Linked DNA regions of Mus musculus: region 1 is linked to region 2. The links are chromatin contacts, called in public Hi-C maps. All regions are on one chromosome and are shown on one strand. The core of a region is the stretch at or near the end of the contact, and the rest is flanking DNA. Distances in the headings are between cores, read along the strand shown. Region 1 overlaps Pdcd1lg2 (programmed cell death 1 ligand 2). Region 2 holds the start of Cd274 (CD274 antigen).

What was found. Hi-C and Micro-C count contacts between places; a contact is called where the count stands out from the background.
Region 1: a contact with region 2 is called in a Hi-C map of centroblasts, with 1.6 times the contacts expected there. A contact is called at or near these places in 8 of 39 promoter capture datasets (3T3-L1-derived adipocytes, the C10 cell line, the HPC-7 cell line and 4 more), 19 of 484 Hi-C or Micro-C datasets (B cells, CD4 T cells, the G1E-ER4 cell line and 12 more), 15 of 130 datasets of targeted methods (CD8 T cells, the G1E-ER4 cell line, the HPC-7 cell line and 8 more) and 3 of 9 other capture datasets (adipose tissue, liver and pancreatic islet).

The regions. Positions count from the first base shown.
Region 1 is chr19:29,429,714-29,432,454 of GRCm38.p6, forward strand. The region is part of intron 2 of Pdcd1lg2 (programmed cell death 1 ligand 2); the gene reads left to right. Among named protein-coding and RNA genes, the nearest start is that of Pdcd1lg2, 20 kb to the left of the region's middle.
Region 2 is chr19:29,366,173-29,368,872 of GRCm38.p6, forward strand. Cd274 (CD274 antigen) reads left to right here and starts at 1,266. Exons shown (of 7, transcript NM_021893.3): 1 at 1,266-1,334. It also overlaps a transcript of Plgrkt not described here.

The sequences.
Region 1 (2,741 bases), core at 203-2,702, 64 kb after region 2:
TTTACCTGCCTCAGTCTTAGGTGCTGTCTACTCTTGCTGGCAGTAGCTGGTAGAGTCGCAGCCGAGTCATCAGAGCAGAGAGAGGAGAGCGAATTATAGCTAGAGATGAATTTGTGTTCCATTTCCATAGACACCACTCAGTGGCCTTAAGCAAACTGTTCTTCTTAAAACCTGTCAAATACGAACAGTATCACCTACTAAGGAGGGATGACAGAGGACCAATCAGAGGATAGAAGAGTCCCTGGGTGTTGGGACCAGTGTGTTTAATAAAGGTTAACTATCACTCTTTCCCCAGTTACACAGTGTCCTAAGTCTGCCTCACAGATCCTGGGTTTTAGGTTTGGGGCAAGCCTGAGAGACTGTGTTTCTAATTAGTGCTCAGGTGACGCTGAAAGCAACGTTTCAGGTGGCAAGGTGGTCGTCGGTGTTTGCAACTGCAGATGTTTGATCTGCCTAGTTAGACTTATTCAATACTGTCTGCAAGTTAGAAGCTCCAGGGAAACGGCAAGACGAATGTCTGCTTACCCCAATAATAACTTCATCTAAAGAATGCGAATTAGGGTTTGGGCATTAATATTTTTTTCTAAGAAAAAAAAAAGTCTTTGCTATGGTCTATGGTCTAGATATATGTTCCTCAAAGGTTCCTGTTCCCTTATACCTCCAGGGCAGTGGTGTAAGCTTTAAGAGGTAGGGTCTAACAGAAGTTAATTAAATCCCAAACGTCCACACTGATAAAAAGAGTCCCATCTGTCTTTGAAGAGTGGGTAGTTATAACGGGAAACTACCCCAAGAGTATGGCCATCCCTTTCTGCTTCTTCACACAGGCAGGGCTGTGTGCTGGCGCCAAGCTTCTTGGAGCCCCCACCACCAGAATCTTGAACTTCAGTACACAGCACACAGGTATTTTGTTAAAGCAACCATGAGTGGGCAGAGGCAGTGTCCCAGAAGGCTCCTGTGTCAGACTGGCTGAGGCCTTCTGCTTGGTTAGTCTAACCCGCTGACAGCCAGCCCTGAGAAAGAATTGTGTACAGAATCCATTACAAGTGGTTTCATTTCCTCTGTGATTCACAAAAAAGCTGAAAGTTATAGAATTTCAAACGTATGTTGCATCTCCTAAACTACCCATTTTGTGAGAAATCAAGCCCAAAGCTTTGCATGTCTTGGAAGCTATACCTGAGGTGAAGTTAGTCTAAGTAACAAGTCTCAGTCATTGTGAAGTATTCCGATGCACGGTTTGTCAGGTCATTGTTCTTTCCTCTTGTAAATACTACCCCCAAGCCCCCAAAAGTCACCTATCTGAAAGGTAAAATGTATTTCTAAAGCTCAAGGCATTTATTCTGCAAGGGGTGGGGGTGGAGTGGGGTTGAAAAAAAAAGAGAAGCCATGTGTTTATAAAAGGTTGGGGCAGGGGATGAGGGAAGTTCTGCGGTAATGACAGGGGAGTTCCAGAGGAAGTTATGGGCTCTCTCTCCTCTCTCATGAGAAAAAAAAGATAGAGCGGTAAACAGCTTAGCTGTTAACACATCTCCAAATCTACCCAGCCAGTTATCTTCCTTGCACACTCCTCTTTCCCCTTCACCACCTCTCTCCTTGTTTTCCGTTTGGGCATCTGAAATTTAAAAGGGGAAACAGACTTTAGTAGTAGTAAATTCCTAAGCTAAATGCTCAGAAAATAGCTTAGTATATCTTTGATGAGGGATGATTATGCTTCCCGCCCCCTAGGGAGCCGCAGAGTGGATTTGAAACAAAGTATCTTTTAGTTACAAGTGAGTGAAGGGTTTAGAGATGATTTCTGATTTAGTCACTTTTCTCCCTGGCTGGTACCTAAGTAACAGCCTGGCAGAAGCGACCTTAGGGAGAAGGGTTCATTTTGTTTCACCATTGGAGAGGACACAGGAGTCCACAGTGGTTGGGAAGGCGCGGTAGCAGATGTGAGGCAGCTGTCACATCAGGAAGCAGGAAGAAAGGGATGCTGACGCTCAGCTAACTTTCTCGGTTTTACTTAACCCAGGACCCCAGTCCATGAGATGCTGTCACTCCCAGGCGGATCTTCCCTGCTCAGTTAAGACTCCTAGGTGTTTCAAAATCCCATCGAATTAAGACTTAATCATCACAGTTCTCCTAAGAATGGATCTAAACACTAAGTACATAAGAACTTGTTATTTCAGCATGCAAAGGACTCTACAGAATGGAATCATACAGGAATTCCTGAGCTACATCCTTTTTTTTTTTACTAGTATGATCCGAGGGTCTTTTCAGCCTGATCCAGCAAGGACACGCATGATTTACATTGTTTTGCATAGAAGCATATACCTTAGAGCCTTTCTCCTGGGCCCCATGTTACACAAACAAATGCTGGGCATGTGTGCATCTCCTCCACACTACAGATCTGTGTAAAATGTGCATTAATGTTCTAGTTGTAGTCAAAGCAGAGAATGGAGGTAATAAACTGTCCAGTCATTTTTGGTAAAGCTCATTTGTGAAAATCACTGTCTGGTATGCTGGGTGGTAACCCACAGTTGCTGATTCGTGTGGTCTCTTGTGAAGTATGCCTCAGGGAGAAGTGAATGCAGGCAGGCTAGGAGTCTTCTCACCACGCTCCCCTTTCCCTCCCTGCTCCTCCAGAAGTGAGATTAATATTTTGGATACTTGAAAAATGCCAAAGCAAGCAATCTTATTCATTTCTAAGGTTTGAAGGATAATGGAAGTTTGAATTAAAAGAGACTGGCAAGCTGAGTATG
Region 2 (2,700 bases), core at 16-2,515:
AGTAGTTTTAGTAAGTAAGTGGGGGAAAGCAGAGAATGAAGAAGGCCCTTGAAGTCCAACAGTGAAATGTTTAAAGATGACAGTGCTCTGTGGAGTTCCCAAGGTTTTGTCTTGGAAAAAGTCCACACTTCCAGTTCGCAGAAAGTCTTTCTCAACATCATTTAGAATAGACTTCCCCCACCTGGATCCCGAGACTGGCCGTGATCCACAGCGTTCACAAAGGGCACGGTTCGAGATGGGAAGTTCTTGAACGGCAAGACAACTGGTTTCATTATGTCGAGGAACTTTGAGGAAGTCACCAAATCCACGATTTAAAAATATATTTCCTATTATACAGACACACCTACTTTCTAGAATTAAAACTGAGTCATTTGCTTGATATTAACTCTATAGGTTGTATAACTCTATATGTAAAGTCATGTCAAGACTGTCACGTATCCACGTATCCAGAAAGGGCTTGAAAGAGATGGGGAATCGGATGGTAATTTGAAGTGTCTGGATTCTGAAGATAAAATTTAAGTCAGAGATCTTATGACTTCAGATATTTTGCTTCTAAAGCGCTCACTGCTCAAGCCTGAAGATTTGAAATTCGGGTCCTCATTACCCATAATAAATGCAGTGATGGCCCATTTCTGAGACCCTAGCCCTGGCAGCAGGGGCGCGGATGGGGATCCCTGGACCACGCTGGCCGGCTAGTTTGGCCAGCTGCGAGCCCGAGGTTAGGTAAGAGAGACCCTCTTTCAAAAATCAAGGTGGGAGCTGTAGAGGAAGGCAACCTATGTGGATCTCCAAGCACACGCTCCCCCCCACCCCCACCCCCGACCTCAGGTTCCACTCCCACCCAAAATAGAGCTGAGTTGTTTACTCTGGACTGTTTCTTTGAGGGAACCTGATTTACAAGAAAGCTAATGCAGGTTTCACTTTCACTTTTAGTTTCGTTTTTAAATAGTGTTTGTTTGTTTTTGTTTTTATCGACAGCCTCTCAGTAGCAGCCCGGTTGTCTTGGAGCTCTCTCTATAGACCAGAGACTCACCTGCCACTGGCTCCTGAGTACTGGAATTAAGGCGTGTGTCACCGCACCGAAGCCTAGTTTCGTTTTTTCTTAAACTGTGAATATCCCAAAGCTGACTCTAAAGTCATCCGCAGGAAATACTATGAGATAAACTCATGCTCAAAGGGACTGGGTGGCTTCGGTTTCACAGACAGCGGAGGTTGGACAAGGCTTCCGCGGAGTGGGCGGGGCTCTGAACTCGAGATAAGACCAGGAAATCGTGGTCCCCAAGCCTCATGCCAGGCTGCACTTGCACGTCGCGGGCCAGTCTCCTCGCCTGCAGGTAAGGGAGCATCTTCTCGCGGAATCCGCTTGCAGGGCACTTTAAAGAGCCAGAATCCCTAGACCTTTTTAGGACGGAGAAGGGAACCGGTTTCCTGGGAAAGTTAAGAACTCAGAATCCGCAGTTTTGTGTGTTTATGGATCTTGTGGGTAGGTAGCTGGGTCAGAAGAGATGAATTAATTGGTCCTAGCGCGACTTGACTGTTTGCTAGCAATGACTGGGTCTTTCCACTTGAAGCATCTCCGGAGGTCCCTTCCTCTGTCGAGGTCTAGGATGCTGGAGCTTAAGATTTTCATTCTATCTGCCCAGAGAACCTAAAGGATTTTTGGAAGAAAATGTCCCAAACAGTTCTTAGATACAGTGACCTAGGCTATGTTAAAGTTTAGGTTGGGGTTGTCATAAGAGGTGAAAGTACAATATTCTATCTTTTTTTAAAAATAAATTATTACAGGTGCTTTCCTATGAATTACTTAGCCAGTTTTTTTTTAATTGCTATATTCCATTGTGCTGGGTTATTAAAGGGCATCACTCTCCCACTGAGGAATGCACAGGTTAGTAATAGTGCCTTACTAGCTCAGTCATCCACTGACCATCTGTGTATGTGACTGTCTGGAATATGGCTAGGTATTTCATTTAGATAAACTCTTATATGTATAAGTACTTCATTATGTTTGAGTGTCTGAAAGGCCTTTGTGTAGAAAAAAAAAAAACAACAACCTGAGAATACATTCCAGAAAGTATCCGCAGCTGATGATGATAGTGACCAAGCGGTGTTTAAGGAGAACTTTATACAGGGAAAATATTCACCTTTCCCAGCTGAGCATCATAGATAGGAAGACATGATAGTGGTTATATGCTGCTCTAAGGAGGGATGGAGAAGGGATGGATTTGAGCACAGGGTTCAGGATCATTTGATAGAATTTGAAAACTGGGTAAATTTTCACTCTTTTGAGAAAGGAAGTTTGCATCTGCTTCCCCTCCCCGCCCCAGGCACTCTTCCCCCCCCCATCCCCCCCCGTGCCCCCCCCCCCCATGGGAAGATAAAGAAGTGGCGTTCCAAGATCTTCATCTGGACTTCCCCTGGGACAAACCTATTTCCCCATCTTGAATGAGCGTCACTTCTTTACTTTAAACTCTGTTCTGTGAAAGGCTCTCAGCTCTTGTCTGGGAATTTGTGAAAGGTTACAGTTTCTTGCCGGAGGGAGGGAGAAGGTGACCCTGGACTCTTAGCCCATGTAAGAGGTGCAGGTTTAGAGGTCAAAGGCCATGCTGATTTACATGGTCCCTGAATTTCCCCTTTTGATCTACTGCTCACACCTGCACCCTGAGAGCCAGGGAGGGGAGGATATGATACTGAAGAAGGTGA